Regions from separate parts of the Mus musculus genome. Here region 2 is linked to region 1. Evidence: chromatin contacts called from public Hi-C data. All regions are on one chromosome and are shown on one strand. The core of a region is the stretch at or near the end of the contact, and the rest is flanking DNA. Distances in the headings are between cores, read along the strand shown.

Evidence for each region. Hi-C and Micro-C count contacts between places; a contact is called where the count stands out from the background.
Region 2: a Hi-C map of uterus shows a contact between it and region 1, with 4 times the contacts expected there. The contact joins two enhancer-like sites. A contact is called at or near these places in 1 of 39 promoter capture datasets (hippocampal neurons), 1 of 484 Hi-C or Micro-C datasets (uterus), 1 of 115 datasets of contacts at active chromatin or transcription factors (astrocytes) and 1 of 9 other capture datasets (embryonic trunk).

What each region holds. Positions count from the first base shown.
Region 1 is chr13:59,094,382-59,097,602 of GRCm38.p6, forward strand. The region is part of intron 16 of Ntrk2 (neurotrophic tyrosine kinase, receptor, type 2); the gene reads left to right. Among named protein-coding and RNA genes, the nearest start is that of Gm53063, 22 kb to the left of the region's middle. Within about 2 kb of position 1,595, at least 32 of the 459 cell types and tissues checked have an H3K27ac peak or open chromatin away from gene starts, as enhancers often do. A contact at or near this core is called in uterus, where this site is marked.
Region 2 is chr13:59,349,338-59,352,558 of GRCm38.p6, forward strand. No RefSeq gene overlaps it. Among named protein-coding and RNA genes, the nearest start is that of Gm34721, 57 kb to the right of the region's middle. Within about 2 kb of position 1,609, at least 10 of the 459 cell types and tissues checked have an H3K27ac peak or open chromatin away from gene starts, as enhancers often do. A contact at or near this core is called in uterus, where this site is marked.

The sequences.
Region 1 (3,221 bases), core at 345-2,844:
GATGGGTGCCCCTTCCATGTGGCACTGGTCTCGAGATTTCCTAAGTACTTGACATTGTTTCCAATACTTACCTCCCCGACTCAGAGTTCTAGGCAGGTGAGGGCTGTGCGCATGGTTATTTCCCCATGTGTAACAAGGATAGATTGAAAGTGTGCACAAGGTCACTGGAGGAGAGCACAGACCCTGCTCAGTCACCATTGGGTTTGACCCTGAGTCACAGAAAGGAAGTACCAGCTTCAGAGGTGGGGACTGGGGGATGGAGAGAGCCCAGCCATCCGCCTGCACGCTCAGGTGGGCCCAGTGGTCTTCCAGTCCCCATCCTGTCTGCTTCCCCAGACCCCAGCAAGCCCTTTCCTTTCTTACCCTGACAACTGAGGCCTTGCTGTGGAGCTCTTTAGCATTCTGCATCCACATTCTGTTACCCTGACCCAGTTTCAGGCTTTGAAACTCAACTGCTGCTGACAGAATCTGTGCAGGGGTATGGCTCCCCCTCCCTGTTCCCTAAATAAAAGATGAAATCAGAATGGCCATGTAGATGCTGCCTCAAAACGGTGCTTTATTTAGAGAGAGGTGTTAGTTATTACTGGCTACTGGCATTTAACATTTGTTGGGTGAACAAAATCTGCCGAACGAACGCCGAGGAGAATGTGAAATGGACGAGCCTCCACCCAGGGTACGCTGGGGCCCAAATTAGACCCAGACAAACCAGTAATGTGCAGCAGCAAGGATGGGCCCACAGGGAGCCCCTCAGCAGTGTGGGTCCCTGAGAGACAGAGGTGGTACAACCATGTGTCTGAGATAGGAAGTAGACCTTGCTGAGGCCATTTTGAAATGCAGAGCAGGGTGAATCAAACACTCCCTGGGAGTCATTAGAGATGAGAAACCCTCTGGAAAGACAGTGGGATTCTGGAGGTCCCTTTCTGCGCTTAGCTTCTGCAAGACTGGGGCTCCTGTCAAGGTGCACTTCAGAAAGTGCTGCCTCTTCAGGCCTGTATCCCATGACAAGAGGCCAGAGGCACACCTCTGGACAGTGAGGTGGAATGGGCAAGAAGAGTCCTCTCTCTCCCTGACATAGCAGACTACATCACTGTGGGTGATCCAGACCTACCCAACTGAATGGAATCTAACAAACTGCAAACCTGGGTGGAGTCTGAGTGAGAAACTCAGAGGCTGCTCAGCTGGTTTTGCCCAGTGTGGCTCAAGCCACAGGACCTTTCCGAGCCCCGGTTTCTTAATCTAGGAAGTGGCAGTCACTGTTTTAGGCTTGCTGGCTTGCTGTAAGAACTAACACAGATGTCCATAAGAAACCATCGTATGGCCTGGGACACAGGTTGGCCGTGTTTCAAGCTCTCAGACATACCACCTTCGTCTAGACAACTAAACAGAAACTCCAGGCCAGGACCAGATTGAAGTTAATAATTCCAGACTCAAGGTTTTAACTCAACATCTCACACCAACTTGTCCAAAGATAATCACTCTGTAACAGAGGACAAGAAACATATGGAAACAACCCTTGAGATCCTCAGATAAAGCCAACAGATTCTTTCTAGTCCTTCCAAGTAGAACAATCCTGGAAAAGTAGGGAGGAGTGATCTTTAAAAGAAAAACGTATCTGATTCGCCACAAGCCCCAACTGTAACACGATGCTTAAACTGACTTAACAAAGAGCGCTGTTTTTTTTAACTGTGAAGCGATCACAATACTCTTTCAATTTGAACATTATTACGAACATATGAGACCAATGTACACAGGTCATAAAGATGTCAAAAGAGGGAATAGATTTAGCATGAAATATTAGCTCAGGAAACTGCATTTCTAAAGCCCTTAGCCTCTTCCCATTACTGCCAGAAATGACGGCCTCTGAAGTCAGCCTGCACAGCTTGGGAGGTGTCGATCTGAGGGGCTGAGCGGGACCTCCGTCAGTTTCCTACTCTGCCACACTTAAAAAATCAAAGCTACAGCTGGGAAGATGGCTTAGCAGCTGAGAGCACCAATTGCTTTTACAGAGAGGACTGGGATTCAGGTCCTAGTACCCACATGGCAGGTCAGAGCCATCAGTCACCCCCTTGGAGATCTGACACCCTCTTCTGGCCTCCACAGGCCTTGTACATTTGTGGCACACAGGCATACATGCAGGCAAAACACTCATTCACAAAACAAAAATAAATGTATTAAAAAGCAAGGGTGGAAGCCTCGTATAAGAGAGAAGGAGGAAAGCAAGACTTGATTCTTCTCCAGGAAACAGGGCATACTGTATAGGGCACAGGTGTACAGGGAACAGGTGTGCAGGGCACAGGTGTGCAGGACACAGATTTGCAAGACACAGGTGTGCAGGGCACAGGTGTGCAGGGAACAGGTGTACAGGACACAGATTTGCAAGACACAGGTGTGCAGGGCACAGTTTTGCAAGACACAGGTGTGCAGGGCACAGGTGTGCAGGACACAGATTTGCAAGACACAGGTGTGCAGGGCACAGGTGTTCAGGGAACAGGTGTGCAGGGAACAGGTGTGCAGGGAACAGGTGTGCAGGGAACAGGTGTACAGGACACAAATTTGCAAGACACAGGTGTGCAGGGCACAGGTGTCCAAGGCACAACCTTTTCAGCTTTCCACATTGAAAGTGGAGAAGCTTTCTGTTGTGTCTCTACCCTAACAGCACATAACTGAAGAGAATTTACCATGTATTGAAGGTCAAAGTCTACCCATGCTATCTGGGTCCTGGAAGACAGGTGGACAGTGCTAGGAGCCCATTATGCAAGGTGGAGCCAAAGAGCCAGAGCCCTTTAAGGGGCTAACCATACCATGGTATCCCATTAAAGATAAAACAGAAGGAGTATGAGACTAGAAGAGAGAGGGGTGGGGAGAGAAACAAGTTGAAGCTAGTATCTGTCACATGTCACTACTCTCTAGTGCTTATGCTTTCTTTGTGCTGTGGCTGGTTCAAGGATGGCGAGCCCAGTGTTGGCCATAGGAAGAATCACTCAGGGGTCTGTTTATGTTCAGCATGACACCAGGACAAATGAGGTAACCTATCCACAGAGATTTGTGGGAAGCCGACGAAGGGTCAAACATTATCACAGCTGATTCGCTGCTGTAGGGGGTCACAGACAAGACACAGTGGCCACATAGGCCAGGTGGAAGGCCTGAAAAAGCACTGGCCTTTTACCTGGGATCTGTAGTTGTCAGTCTTGAATGGAAAGGGCCAAGCAAGGGCTAGAGGT
Region 2 (3,221 bases), core at 359-2,858, 250 kb after region 1:
AGGGTGCTGTGCACCAAATCCAGGTCCTCTGCAAGAACAGCCAATGCTCTTAATCACTGAGGAAAAACTTCAGCCGCCCCAAAAATGTTTGGAAGCTGGCTTCAGGACAGCGGCAGTGATCAGGAGTGCAGCTGAGTGAGATTTGTGTTTGCGCTGCTTTTGCAACAGACATCGAGAAGTAGGGAGGAGGGGGGAGAGGGAGGAGAGAGATGGGGGAGAGGGGAAAAGAAAGAAGGGGGAGAGGGAGGAGAGAAATGTGAAGAGAGGGAAGAGGGGGAAAAGGGAGGAGAGAGATGAGGAGGAGAAAGGGAAGTTGGGGGAGAAGGAAGAGAGAGATGAGGGGGAGAGGGGGAGAGAGGGAGAGGGAAGAGGGGGGAGAGAGGGGAGAGATATGGGAGAGAGAAGAGAGATATAAGGGGGAGATGGAAAAGAGAAGCAGGGAAGAGAGAAGAGGGAGGGAAGAGTGAAAGAGTGAAAGAGAGGGAGAGACAGAGAGAGAACTAGAGGAAGATAGAGAAGAGAAAGAGAATGTGTCCCTGTGTTGGAGAGAGAGATTATGTGGCTATGTTTGCATGTTTGTATGTCTATGTGTATATGAATGTGTGCGTGTTTCTGTCTGTGTACCTCTGTGTGACTATGTATACTTATCTTTGTGTCTGTGTGTATGTATGTGTATATGTGTGTGTGTCTGTAGCTGTATGCTTGTGTTTGTGTGTCTATGCATATATGTGTATGTGTGTGTGCGTACATGAATAGATGTATGCTTATGTGTGTATGGATGTGTATGTGTGTGTGGGTGGATATGCGTATGTCTATGCATGTATTTGCATATGTGAATGTGTGTGGATGGATGTGTGTGTGTGTGTAGATGGACTTTGGGGGGATGGATGTGAGTGTATGTGTGTGTATGGGTGTGTATGGATGTGTGTGTATATGAGGGGGTATGTGGGGGGTGTGTGGGGAGATATGTGTGGATGGATGCGTGTGTGTTTCTGTCTGTGTACCTCTGTATGACTGTGTATACTTATCTTTGTGTCTGTGTGTATGTATGTGTATATGTGTGTGTATGTGTGTGTAGCTGTTATGCCTGTGTTTGTGTGTCTATGCATGTATGTGTATGTGTGTGTATGGACATTAGGGGGATGGATGTAAGTGTGTGTGTGTGTGTGTGTATGAGTATGTGTGTGTGGGTGTGTGTGTGTATGTAGGGGGGTGTCTGGGGAGATATGTGTGGATGGATGGATGTGTTTTCCCTGACTTTAGAGTGAGTCTGTGTTTGTCATCTGTGTACAGTTCCGGGTGCATCTCATTCTGTCCCCTAATCTTCATGACATAAAACAGTTTCAGTGTGAGGACCTCAAACAACCTCTCCTGTGTCTTAAGAAAAGATCTCAAAGCAGACAGAGCACGGCACTGTGGGGTCTGCAGATGGCTCGTAAAACACAAAGCAGGTCACTAACATGTAGCCAGCAGCCAACAGAAAATCAGCTTGCGGTTGGATGTCTCCCAGCTCTTTAAGGAAACAGCAAGAGCCTCTATTGCTGCTCTCATTTCTTTATTGACTCCGTGGTGAGGAGTTAGAAAACCCTCAGTGTTTACTGCATCTATAAATGCTGGAATCAGCCCAGATAATGTAAAGGAAAGGAACGCCAAGCCCGGTTTCCTTTCATACTGCATGACACCATTCAAAGCTCTGTTCCACTGAATTTGAAAATTACTCTGTGGACAAAATTTATAGAGGGGATGGTTTGTTTCAGAGGAGGCTCAAAGGTCTTAAAGTAATCATGAGAGCATTGTGTTTTTTAAGTTTGAGTGTGTCTCTGTTTAAAATCTTGTAAACCGTGTTTTTCAGTCAAGTTTCCTTTATAAGACAAATGTTTTGCTGCTACAGCAAACCTCATCCCGGAATAATTCCTCTCAGGTTTGCACCAGGACGCAGCCTTGCAGAACAGAACCATCTGCACGCAGATGGAAGAGGACCGCTCTTGCCTCTCTCTACAAGGCGGCTCATGGTTCTTCCCTAAGGCAACGCCTCCTGTGGCTCCTTCAACCAGTCACTCTGTCATGGCGAGGTCCTCGCTCCCGGGCTCCGTTATTAGTCACATCCTAGGAGTCTTCATCTTTCCATAAAGTTCAATCTCCCCTAAGATGGCCTGTGCCCAACAGGCTCGGCCCAGCTTCAGGGTGGGAGTCACATTTCCTCCTCCTGAGCAGTAAATGTCTTTAGTTCCTTAAGTGGCTTTGGGGGCCGTTTCAATGTTAGGCTCCTATAGAACACCCACGTGGTAGCGCTCAACTAGGCACAACTCTTTTTCCAGTGGATCTGCTGCCCTCTTCTGGCCTCCTTAGGCACTGCATGCATGTGACGCACATACACATAAAAGAGCTAAATCTAAATAACAAAGCTCCTCACAGCATAGATTCCCAGAGTAAAGAGACACAGCCTTGAAGGAGGGGGCGGGGGGGGGGGGATCTTTGTCAGCTGCACAGAAGATAATCACATGTCCAGGGATTAATGCCCAATGGAAAGTGGAACTCAAAAAAAAAAAAAATCAATAATCCAGCCAATAAACCTGCAAATGAACTGAACTGACACTTTTCAAATGAAGCACTGATGGTCAATACATACACAGGAAAAAAAAAAAAACCTTTAATATTCTTATCCTTCTGGGAAGTGCGAATCAAAATTGTTTTGCTATTTGACTTCACTCTAGTCATAATGGCTATCGTTAAGAAAAATTAATAAATGTTGGCAAGAATATGGGGCAAAGTGGGCCCTTAAACATTGTTGCTTGGCTATGGAAGTTAGTACGGAGGCTACTCAAAAGAAAAAAATTAAAACAGTACTATGTCCCAGAGATACCACTTCTGGGTCCAAATTCCCAAGGAATCTAAGTCAGTTTACTATACTCCCTGCACACCCTCGTTTACTGCGCCCCTTTCTGAGATAGCCTCATACCTGCATACCAATGCTTACTGCGTGTGGTCCTGTTCACAACAGCCAAGTTATCAGCCTAGGGGCCCTACAGTGGTTATGGTTGGGCCTTTGTGGTTAAAGATATGTGCAACTAAGTTACACTTGACCATAAAGAATCTAGCCATGTCATTTGCAAGAAAATAGATGAGCTGGGCAGTTAGAGCAAACTAAACATAAGTATCTTGGACAACTGTCTCATGGTTCCTCTCCCACATGCAGAATTTGGGGGTGTTGAAAATAAAAG